2 separate regions of the Macaca mulatta genome follow, and region 1 is linked to region 2. A link is a contact called in public Hi-C data. All regions are on one chromosome and are shown on one strand. Each heading gives the region's core, a stretch centred on a gene start, on an enhancer-like site or on the middle of the called end of the contact. The rest is flanking DNA. Distances are from core to core; before and after follow the strand shown. Region 1 holds the start of PPA2 (inorganic pyrophosphatase 2). Region 2 holds the start of TET2 (tet methylcytosine dioxygenase 2).

The links. Hi-C and Micro-C count contacts between places; a contact is called where the count stands out from the background.
Region 1: a Hi-C map of liver shows a contact between it and region 2, with 4 times the contacts expected there. The contact joins the promoter of PPA2 here to the promoter of TET2 in region 2. A contact is called at or near these places in 5 of 14 Hi-C or Micro-C datasets (CD4 T cells, blood, fetal cortex germinal zone and 2 more).

Annotation. Positions count from the first base shown.
Region 1 is chr5:114,893,504-114,899,779 of T2T-MMU8v2.0, forward strand. It overlaps PPA2 (inorganic pyrophosphatase 2), which reads right to left and starts at 4,908. Exons shown (of 12, transcript XM_015138926.3): 1 at 4,743-4,908. The coding sequence starts at 4,899.
Region 2 is chr5:114,568,245-114,574,538 of T2T-MMU8v2.0, forward strand. TET2 (tet methylcytosine dioxygenase 2) reads left to right here and starts at 4,315. Exons shown (of 12, transcript XM_028848654.2): 1 at 4,315-4,418.

The DNA of each region.
Region 1 (6,276 bases), core at 3,658-6,157, 330 kb after region 2:
TGTTTTAGGGTTACCCTTTCTTACCCTCACTATCACTTTAATAGGATATTTATTATAGGGGAAAAGAGATAAATGATTGTAGTCACCGAGTCATTTTTGCCTTGGCATTTTCACTGTTGTCAAAAATCAGATTGTGTCCTTAGGCATTAATTGCTAACCTCTATCAGGCCCATCAATCTACAAGATATTGCCAAACAGTGATCAAAATTTTCCCTTCAACTGGTTTGAGATTAGATTTTATTCTAGCATTTCCTAAGTTATCTATGTCATTCTTTCTCTCACAAGAGCAAGTTGTATCAGGATGAAAGTTTATTACTTACACTAGAGCAAGTGAAAAAATTGAATAGAATGTGAAAAACCATACCTAATTTTATGTATCTATACCAGACAGCTAAATGCATGCCATATACCAACATATGATGACACACTATTACAAAACCACTTATAGAGATTCTTACTGGAAGTTTCAGCAATGACTGAAGCTAGCTTTGTTTTATTTTCTGATAAAAAGATTGAGAAATGTAAAGAAGCCTAAAAACTTCAATAAAAATGCTTCTTCTGTTTCATGTAGATCACACAATTCCTATTTCACAGCATTCATATAGAAAACGTTTAAGGTTTTAAGGACTGAAAAATCAAATAAAATACTTTTTCTATATTCACACAAAACCCATTGTGTTCTATTATATCAGTTGAAGTTCTATGACATAGGTCAACTTTAAAAAGTTACAGAAACTCATATTTAAGACTCAAACATATTTTGTGGATTATTCACGGGAAGTTCTCTTTAAGCCCAAAGAGCACTTTCAATGGCAGATTCCACCTACTACCCAGATGACGTAAAGAAAACTTACAGTAATTTCAACACAAGCACATGCTTACTGTAAGTGACAAAGCAAATTAATTTTAAAGAATGGCTTGGTTCATTTCCAGACTAAATAAAAGCAACTTGAATTATCCACAGCACTATTTCTCTCAGTAAACCAGTTGCCTGTCCCATAATAACAAAATTCCAAATTATAGAAAGCATAGCTTTTCCCTATCCTCGGAGAAAAGTTTGAAATCTAAAATAAAATTTCAAGTTATTAACAAAACAAAACAAAAACACCCAAGATATCAAAGGAATATATGCAGTGTTAGGTCTTTGGCTCAATATAAGTGAATCTAACTTCATTATGATTTCCCAGTTAATTCAAAAGACTGCAAGTACCCATTAAAACTTTAAGATCTAGGAAGCCGGGCAGAGTGGTGCATGCCTGTAGTCCCAGCTACCCAGGAGGCAGAGGTGAGAGTATCGTTTGAGCTGGGGAGGTCAAAGCTGCAGTGAGTCGTGAGTGCACAACAAACCAAACAAAAATAAATAAAATGAATAAACAACAGCAACAAAAACCCCTCTGAAACCTATAATTTAATAGGAACACTTTCAAAACAATCAATTCTATCCACATCCCTTATTTTCTCCCTTCACAGAATGTAACAATAAGATTTTAGTCTAATGCCTTAAAGTCAAAAGGGAAAAATAAATAACATTTATTAAATACCTATCATGTGTGAGACACTGATAATTATACACATAGTCTCATTTAACTGCCACAGCAATTCTATAAAATTACTAGTGCTTTCCCCATTTTATTTATGGAGAAACTGAGCTACCGGATGTCATCTGAGGTAAGGGATGCCATCTGGTGGTTAATTCAGTCGAGTGACTTGTCCAAGATGGTAGTCAGGACTACAACTTAAGTGGTTTGACTATTAGTCTAGAACTGTTACAGCACAGTTGCTTCTGGAAGTTGCAGAAATCATAACCCTGGTGTCACTAAGATGTTAACAAATGTTCTTAGAAATAAGTACTCTGTGGTTCAGGTTTCAGAGAAGTTACATCCGAATTTTCCAGAACTTCAATAGGCAAATTACTCTTCAAAAAAGCAATAAAATGGGACGTATTCTAATTTATTAAACCATGAAACCCTCTGTTTTAAAGAAAACCTAGTAATACACCATGGGATGCTTGTGTTCAACTAAGCAGTTCGGAAAATGATCATCTGGTCCAATCTCCTCATTCCGTGGTTTAAAACAATGAGATGCAGGGAGGTGAAGTGACAGCAAGATACTAACAGGGTCAGGGCTGGCACAAGGAGGCCTGATGATTCCCACCAGGATGCTCTTTCCCCTAATCATCCTGTCTCACTGTTTCTACAGAGCTTAACACCAATTTTTTTAAAGTATTACATGAATCACTTATTCTGATTTTACTGAATGACAGTAAAGAGAAACCATTTACAGACATGAAGCTGGAAAATGTTCTACCTCCCAATGCACTAGTATTTCAGAGACTTGGAATATATCTGGAAATGTGGAAAATGATTCCACTTCAGTAACAACGAATAATAATTTTAGGCCAAGTAGTACTACACTCATATTTGTCTTTGAAGTGAGACATTAGTCCACCCTAATACTGCATACAGACATACTGAGTAAAAAATATCCAATCTGTGACCATCTTTATAAAGGGTAATTTGTTCATTGTTTTCCCCTTACCCCATTCGCCCTAGAGTGGCTTCCTTTCACTTTGCCCTACCCCTTCTAGCAGGTAGTAAACGGTCCTGGCCAGTGATGCCATCTGGCGGTTCGTTCAGAAACTGTTTAACCAACACACTTTCCAATCAGGATCTCACCATCCGGACCCTCTCCAAAACCACACTCCCCTTTCTTCCAATTTTTGCCCATTTACTTTAGTAAAATCGGCTTTTCTTCTTTCCTGTGCTGTTTATCCAGCTGAATAAAAACGTATTTTATTTGTGGCACTCTAGTTACAGAAAAATCATGAGTTCTAAGTACATTTGAAGCTAAAGAAACAAACCGACGAGAAGAGGCCAACATAATCCCGAAAATGCCCCCATTCGACATCCTGTCCTAATAGAGACTGTTAGAATCTCCATTATTCATCCAGTGCCTTCAGGGAATACCAGTGCTGAGAAGAACCTTGAGGATCATCACTTCAAGGTCAAATGCTTCATTTTACGGCTGAAGAAACTGGCTCTGTGAAAAAGAATTGAAGTAACCACCCACCCAACAGCACACAGCGAGTTAATGGCAGAGCCAAGATTATGGCCTAGGACTCCCCATTCCAAATCCGGTACTGGGTCAACTACTCTGTGCGCGCCAGGCTTCTCAAGCCTGTTTTTGCTCAACCAGTGTATTTACTTTTTCCATAATTAATTATAGTAAAATTGTGAATCTCTGTACTATGCCTAACAGTGTCTAGCACATTTCATATTTATTGATTATTTGGGTATCTATTAATTACTGTACTTATTGCAAATCTAGAAGACTTGCAGCAGACAGACTTTTTTTTTTTTTTTTTTAATCTGCTTAAAAAGCGAACTGCCACTTTAAACATTGTTTCTATGACTATTCCCATTATTCATTATATGATAACCTTTTGGAACACAATCCATTCAGAAATTTGAGACTTCCTGTTCACCTGATTAGTCTTAACCAAAGACAGAAGAAAATATGTGGCACAGGGTGAAAACTGCAACCAATTTTGAAGAAAACAAATTCTAGTACTAGTTGCATTGTAATCACACTTTAGGCAAACTTGTCTTCTCTCCCACAAAATAATCCTCGACCCTAAACTCATGTAGGATAACTGCAAATCCTTCATAAATTACAAATATCTATAATGATTATAGTTACTAATAGTAATTTATATTTTAGACCCTGAGACTAATCACTTTACATATACAATGTCATGTAATTCTTGCAGCCCTATTTTACAGATGGAAAAAACAAGGCTTAGCAACTTAAACTCGTTCGGGGTCACAGAGTTAAGACCTGAAGAACTCGGAGGGCCTGCTTAGAAGTGAAAGCCTCCAGGGCCAGTGCTCCGAAAAGGGGAGCAATAATGCAAGGCCCACTTTGATACTACCACTCCAAGGCTCTGCAGTCAGTGGGGCGTGAAGGCAAGCGACCAAGATCACTATTTTCAGTTACATTTAACGTACACAGTGAAACAATGGGGTACACGGAAGACCTGGGTCCTTTCTCTGAGCTGGACAACCCAGGGACCCCCCCGCCCAAGTCGCTTAGCCCTCTGGGCTGTTCAACTTGGGGAGGAAAAGGGGCTGCCCCGGGGCCAACGAGGCTTTGGATGGTGGATCATATTCAGGGTGTAAACCTGTGCGTACCGAGTCAAGCTTCTGGGAAAGAACCTTCATCAGAGTCCCTCCAAAAAAGAAGACACGCTGGATTAGGCATCTGCAAAGTTCCGCCCGCCTCTCCGACGTCAGGGAGCTCCGGCAGTAGGCGCTTTCTTACGCCACTAGAAAGGCCGGCGTGTGGGCGGGCTCTGCCCTCCCTTCCTCACTAAATTGTGTGAACCCAGAACCGCGGCCTGGCCGGCTAATGGCTGCGGGCCGCCGCGGGGTGGCCGCTAGCACTCTGCCCACCCCTCGGGGAGGGCGGCTGGCAGGGCACAGGGCGCTGTGTACCCCCGGCCGGCAGCCCTGAGCCTCTGCGCTCGCTTTGCGGTCTTGATCCGCCGTCTCCTCGCTGTCAGTTCTCGTGACTCGGTGCGCGCTCCGGCGAGAAGGAAGGTTGCCTGGACCGCGCAGGTACCGCCGAGGGCCCCAAAAAGAGAGACAGGGGAGACCGCGCGGGGCGCCGCAAGTGTCCCCTATTCCATCCCCCACCCAGGTTTCTTCGGTGCGCCGCTCAGCGAACCTCCACGAGCTACTTACTGAAGAAGAGGCGATAATTCTGCGAGCAGGGCTGGCCGCGCTCCTCGGTGTGGTACAGGGCCATAGCACGGCGCGGCCCGGTCCCAGCACTGGTCCCCAACCGCAGGCACGCAGCGGCGGGGGCACCCGTGCGCAGCAGCCGCAGCAGCGCGCTCATGGCGTCAATGACGGTCCGGCTGTGCGCGCGGAGCTACCGGGGGGCCCGACCCGGCCGCGCGCCGGTGCCCCCTACCGTCCGGAGTCATCCCTCCCGCCCCGGCGCTTGGGCTGCGATCCTGGTGCCTGCCAGTGAATCTGGGCCACCAGCCAGTTGCGCGCACTGTGCCCTCAGCGAGGCCGCAGCTCAAAGACGAGTAAGACAAGACCCACCACCCCTGAAGCGCTCACTGCCACTTGTTAATTTATACATTTATTCATGCCTTCATTTATCCCGTCAAGATTTGCTATCATGATTTTTTATTACAGTGATGTAATATTGAGTGATTACTCTGTGCCAGGAACTGCTCTAGACCCCGTCCAATATAGGAGATGAGCGCACATGCACACAAAGACATCACTATAAGACAAAATGATCAGGCCACCACGTGAAAACGTGACGTTGACACCGACTTATAGAGCAAAAAAACCCTAAGTAGCTTACTCAAATGCCATCTTCTCCATGAGACCATTTCCCAACCCATAGAGATGATTTATCCTTTCCTTTTTTTGTTGTTGTTTTTGTTTTTTGTTTTTGAGACAGTCTCACACTGTTGCCTGGGCTGGAATGCAATGGCGCAATCTCGGCTCACTACAACCTCCGCCACCTGGGTTCAAGCGATTCTCCTGCCTCACCCTCCCGAGTAACTGGGATTATAGGCACGCGTCACCACGCCTGGCTAATTTTTGTATTTTTAGTAGAGACGGGGTTTCTCCACGTTGGTCAGGCTGGTCTCTAGCTCTTGACCTATGGTGATCCGCCTGCCTTGGCCTCCCAAAGTGCTGGGATTACAGGCGTGAACCACCACGCCCGGCTGGGAGAATGGATATTGTAGAACACCAGTACTCTGCCCCTATTGTAGAACACCAGTACTCTGCCCCAAGTGTCATTTTATTTTTTTCTAGTCCATCTTCTTTGGGACTATCATCATCTAGACCACTTTCCTACTGGGCAACCAGGTTCTTTCAGCATCTCCAATTATCGTGTGATCATTAAAATTTGAGAAACTGGTCTGCCCAGGTTCCAGAAAGGATCCCTAGGAGATGTTGTGACCAGCTACTTAGAGACTCTCTACTAAGATTATAGATACTAAAATGTTTTTGTCAACAGTGGTACCTTTGTAATGTGTCAACATGAATAGGCACAACTATAAGGCAAATGCTCCCATAAAAAGGAGAGAAAATCTCTTTTGTGCATATATCACACGGTTGTATAATTTTATTGTTTCTTTATGTTGGAAAAAAAAGCTTAATTTTTCTATTAACTTTTGAGGATTAGATATTTGAATAAGACAAATTCCTATGGAGGCAGGGTTGTGGGCTAATTTCTAATGATCTA
Region 2 (6,294 bases), core at 3,065-5,564:
ATCAGATTAGGAAAAAAGTAAGTAGAAATCATGAGATTCTATCGAGACTCTCATAATATTATAATCCCTGGGTTTAGACAATAATTTTTATTAATAATAATTTATATTAATAAGCTAAAGTATTATATCTCAATATTTAATCTATTGGAGACTGTTAAAACTTAGTATTCTGTGTTAAATATGTACCTATATATAAAGTGTAGTAATGTAAACAAAGAAAATAAATAAGAAAGCTTCTTCACCACAGTGACTGCTATGCTGTTTGATAGTCAACTGTCTTTTAAGCATGCAGAGAATCTTTATGTTATACTTTAGAAACATGTTTTTGGAGATGGGAAACAACAGGTCATGATTTTGTTTTTGTTAAACCACTACAATTTTTTCAAAGCAGTGTATATCACAACTATTTCTCTGTGTTGAAGAGAGTATCAAGTCCTTAAAGAAAAATATAATCCCAGAACTTTGGGTAGCCGAGGCGGGTGGAGCACGAGGTCAGGAGTTCGAGAGCAGACAGGAGAATTGCTTGAACCCGGGAGGCGGAGGTTGCGGTGAGCAGAGATCACGCTACTCACTCCATACTGGGCGACAGAGCGAGACTCCGTTTCAAAAAAAAAGAAAAAAAGAAAATGCCCTGCCCTGCCCTGCCCTGCCTTGCCTTGCCTTGTCTTTTTTTTTTTTTTTTGAAACGGACTCTCGTTCTGTAGCCCAGGCTGGAGTACAATGGCGCGGGCTTGGCTCACTGCAAGCTCCGCATCCCGGCTTCACCCATTCTCCTGCCTCAGCCTCCCGAGTAGCTGGGACTACAGGCGCCCGCCACCATACCCGGCTAGAAAGAACATTTTTTAGTCTGCAGGAGGGGAGGAAATGAAGAATGCACCTATTACTTTTGCGTTAGTACAACATTAAAAAAAATTGCATTGTAAAGCAAACTACCATCATCAGCTCTTTAATGGACAGCAGCAGACAGGAAACTGCCTTCACCCTAAGAGACTTAAAGACTGAGAACTGAGTTAGATAGCAGGTGCACAGGCCAATCAAGTCAATTTTCTAACACAGAGTAGCATGTTGTGGAACTTGTTCTATTAGTCTTTTTTCTCCATTAAGGAAGCAAGGATCTCTCTGTATGGAAGCAGTGCTGCTATTTCTAGTTTGAGGGAAAAAAATGGTAAGGAATTTGATAATTAATTGTTCTTTAAACAGCAAATTATATTTTAAACATACATTTTCCACACCTATAGGAGAAGGAATCTCAAGAATGCACACGATTAATAAAAGCTAGCTCTGAATTACCCATACAAGCGCACACTGCGTTCAGTAAACAACTGATTATGCAAACTATATCCTTTCTTTCCCAGAAATAGCAACTAAGGAAGAAGTTTTTAAAATCAAAAAAAGAAAAAAAAAAACAACTAAAATTTTTATACTTGAAGGCCTTCAGAATTTTATTTCCTTTTGCTGTTGAAAGGTCATAACAGCCAAGAGGAGTAATGTATTTTATTTTACATTTCAAAACGTCATGATGGTTAAGGGTAGAGTGGAGGTGCAGAGAAAGAAGTTGGCAAGAAAATGTTCAGGGCCTGTTGTAAAACCAACTGCAAGCCAAATATGATTCCAAATAGGCAAGAACAACCTGTTACAACAGAGAGCAGTTTTCAAAGAAGAAACGAGAAGGAGGTGACCTGAAAGATCATTTGCCAAATATAACTAAAGGAACATGCGGATACTTTTATATTAAACACATGTTAATATAATATTTTCCATACATTATTAAATGCAAGAAGATATATAATTATATAATTCTATAATCAGAAACAAAATAACTCCTAGAAGTAAATGGTTTGTTATTGTAGTAGTAATAACTACCTGGGCACTTACCTAGTGCTCTTATTAAAAACTCACCACAACCCTCATGTCTTACAGGTTGTTCAACAGATTAAAATAGAAACCGATACCGACAGACTTAAGTAAAATGCACAAGGTCACACTGGAAAAGATAGAGTTAAGGGTCACTTAGCTCTGTAAAACTCCAAAGCCCATGTTTCAACTCTACAATCTGTGCACTATATAAATGTATGTCGTGGTCTTGAGAGAACTTTATTTCCTGGACTTGAAAAATAAGTCACAAGCCGAGCGCGATGGCTCACGCCTGTAATCCTGAGGCGGGCAGATCACCAGGTCAGGAGCTCGAGACCAGCCTGGCCAATATGGTGAAACCGCGTCTCTATTAAAAACACAAAAAATAGCTGCGCGTGGTGGCGCGCGCCTGAGAGGCTGAGGCAGAAGAACCGCTTGAACCCGGGAGGTGGAGGTTGCAGTGAGCGGAGATCACGCCCCTGGACTCCAGCCTGGCTGACAGCGCGAGACTCTGTCTCAAGAAAGAAAGAAAACAAAAGAAATAAAGAAAGAAAGAAAGATCACAAAGAACTTTCCAACAGCTTGGATTTTAGAGTGTATTAACAATTGCCAAGACCTAAGTGACACTTTAGTGTACAGCTAGAAAACATGGAATGACATTCCCATAAACATGAAATGTTTAAGGGAAAATGTACTATTTTCCTTAGTTTGTGCAAAATCTGAAATCTGAGTCAACTTTGTTTCAAAATGGAACAAACAATGTTTGATTGGACACACTAAACATTCTTATTAGCAACAATGCGACACTTACAAGGAGTTCCCTTTTTTTACACTCTTCGAAGAGGAAATATTTCGATTTCGTAAAATTAGAGCTTCACTTCTAAAGAAAGATAAAAAAAAAGTGTGGTTACACAATGTAACTAGTATTGACTTAAGGGTACTGTGATCACTATGCAGTGATCCCATAAAAGATGTGACCAAAATACTTACTTACAAGTTGAACGTCAGTCATGTGACAACATGTTAACGATGAAGGGAATATTTCAAAAACTACTATCTGACATAATATGATTCTTACGATGATTCATAGGGGCTTTGTTCTTCATCTCATCTTCAACCAAAAAGTTGATGATTAGAAAAAAGAGCATTAGAATGGGAAGTAACACTACTCGACAATAGAGAAAAACTCCGGTCAAAGGAGGAGCATAGTTATAGAGCTCCGAATGTCAGGGAAAATCAAGCATCCGTCATTCGGAATTAGCTCTGTATCGGTCGGTTTCTTCGTTACTTAATTGTACGGGTGGAAACTACTTCAAAGTAGAGGCTCTTAAGAGAGGTAACTTAAGCATTTGAAAGTGCAGGTTTATTTCCTCCTAGCGAGAGAAGGAGAGGGTCACTCGTGAGAAACCCATCTTGAATCTGTGAGACGCCCCCTTCTACTCAGCCCACGTGGCTAAAGTAAACAGAAGGTGGGCCGGGGCGGGGAGAAACAGAACTCGGTCAATTTCCCGATTTGTCGGGTCTTTAAAAATACAGGCCCCTAAAGCACTAAGGGCATGCCCTCGGTGAACCGGAGGAGCGCTTCTGCTGAAGGAGATTAAAGCGACAGAAAAGGGAGAAGATAGCGCCGGCAAGGGGATCTAAAGGGAGATAGAGACGCGGGCCTCTGAGGGTAAGGTGGGCGCAAGCGGGTGTGTGGTGCGGAGAGAGGTGCCAGTGGATGGAGGCGGGGGCCAGTGCGAGGGCACGTGCGGATACACTCTCGAGGAGGTGGGTGCGCGCAGGGGCTTGTGCGCGGGACCTCGAAGTGGTGGTGGAGTGCAGACTAACAAAAAGTTTCAAAGGGAAATCTTGGATGTCACGTCCTTGTCCAGGCACCCATGCCATCCCATCCTCCCACCTCGCCCCGACCTTCGCGCCTGCACTGCGTTTTCTCCCGGGGGTGGAGACCCGCCGAGGTCCCCGGGGTCCCCGAGGGCTGCACCCTTCCCCGCGCTCGCCAGCCCTGGCCCCCTCCCCGCGCTCATCCGGGCGCACCACTCCCTCCGCGCCACTGCACGGCGTGAGGGCAGCCCAGGTCTCCACTGCGCGCCCGGCTGTACGGCCCCAGGTGCCGCCGGTCTTTGTGCTGGACGCCCGGTGCGGGGGGCTAATTCCCCGGGAGCCAGGGCTGAGGGCCCCAGGGCGGCAGCGCAGGCCGGGGCGGAGCGGGAGGAGGCCGGGGCGGAGCAGGAGGAGGCCCGGGCGGAGGAGGAGAGCCGGCGGTAGCGGCAGTGGCAGCGGCGAGAGCTCGGGCGGCCGCCGCCGCCTCCTCGCGAGCGCCGCGCGCCCAGGCCCCGCTCGCATGCGAGTCACGTCCGCCCCCTCGGCGCGGCCGCCCCGAGACGCCGGCCCCGCTGAGTGATGAGAACAGACGTCAAACTGCCTTATGAATATTGATGCGGAGGCTAGGCTGCTTTCGTAGAGAAGCAGAAGGAAGCAAGATGGCTGCCCTTTAGGATTTGTTAGAAAGGAGACCCGACTGCAACTGCTGGATTGCTGCAAGGCTGAGGGACGAGAACGAGGTCAGAGCGCTTCTCTTATGCCGCGAAACTCTCCCTTTCCTCTCCCCTTCGCTTTTTCTCGGGCTTCCAGGGACTGGGGAGCAAACCCTGTAGTGTCACCCACAAATACCAAGAGGGAAGAGGGAAGCTTCACAAATTACTGGAGCCTCTTCAACATGGCTGACAAATATAGTTTTAATTCCCTATACCCCTTTTAAACCTGTAGTTCTGTGTGCTCTTCTCTCCTCCTAATGCTCGTCCCTTCCTCACCCAGAAAACTTACCTTTGTGCCTCCGACGAGCCGGTTTCCCGGCCTTTTAATCCGCAGAAAAGTGATTTTTAAATTTGCTTTCCTTTCTAAAATAGTTCAGCTTTGGGGGGCACTACTTTTCCCTTTAATCCTCTGCCCCCGTTTCTCTCGTGTGAGTGAAACGACTCTCCCGTTTATCCTGAACAACCTCAGAGAGAACACTGATACGGTGTTTTTCTACCCTTTTATCAGCTGTAGGGTCTGGGTCTGGGTTGGTGTCTGCCTCCTCCTACCTCCTTATCCCCCTTTAGGGGGCTGTACGAAGTGAATGTCACAGGGAGTGGAATTAGAGTACACTGAGTGGGGTTTTGTGTGTGTGTGTGTGTGTGTTTTTTTTTTTTTCTTAAGTCCGCGCGTTTTGTTAGCGGCGCTGAGTGAAAGAGGAAAGAATAGTTTCTCCGGTTCCCCAAACAAGACCAGAACTCACTTTTCTCAAGGTACATAAGTCTGCGCTGGGCTGAGCCTTCCAGCCTGGGGTATGTATGTAAGAGAATTTATGGACAAATCTGTGTCCCGGCTTTGTGCTTCTCCCGAATCAGCTTCGTTTGGTTCCTTGGTAAGTGACAGGCAGACACAAAGGCAGGCGCAGGCCCGGGGAGGGGGCGGGAGGGGGTGGGGAGCGCAGCGTTGAGAGTTGCAAGACTGCAAGGTCAGGGGCGCCGAAAGAAATGAAACCCAGTCCCAGCAAAGAAGTGAAGAGCAGATTTGTAACAGTCCCATCCAAATTTTTCTTTTGGCCTCTCTCTTTGGTCTTTCATCTCTCTGCCTTTCTCTCTGTGTCCCCTCTCTTTTCTTCTCTCTCATACACACACACACACACACAGGCACGCACAGACTCCTCGCATCTTGCTGAATCTTTTCACTGGGACTGCTTGTCTAGTTTTATTAAGCTAACAGGGTTTCTATGGAGAGTTTTCTACCTATGACATAATAAAGTGTGGCCTAGATAGACTCCTGGAAAGGCCGCAAATGAAATATAAGTGTTACTTGCTGGTTATTCCCCTCATGATATACTTTTAATTACATTGAGTGAGTTCTCCCTTCTTCATCTAATGTTTGGGAATTGAGAAAAGGCTTATTTTCCAGCGGTAAAATTTAGTGAAATATTTATATATTTTACCTGTTTAGGGAGTGGAATACATTCATGAATTTAATATCTCAAATCACACATTGTGCTTTTTCGCCTTCAATCAGGGATTATAATGGGAAACCTACATTCAAAGATATTCATCAACAAATGATCCAACATAGAAATAAGATTGTATCTTAAAGGAAGTTGGGATTCACAGAGAAAAGACATTGGTTTGGTTTGGTGTAAGACTGGTGGTATTGTTGCCTGGCTAATGAAATCATTACATTTGCATTTTAATGGAAAGTTGAAATACTAAGGGGAGTTATGTTCTTTTACATGTTTGTATATGTGCTTAATAATGTTTGGAATAGAATATAAATTTAAACACAATAAATATTGATTTTTTAAATGTTAAGCAGAGAACTGTTACTGAAGGGTTGGATAATCAAACTGAAGTTTAGAAGACAATTTATAGGATTTAAAAAAGGATAGAAGGAAAAACACAATAACAGACA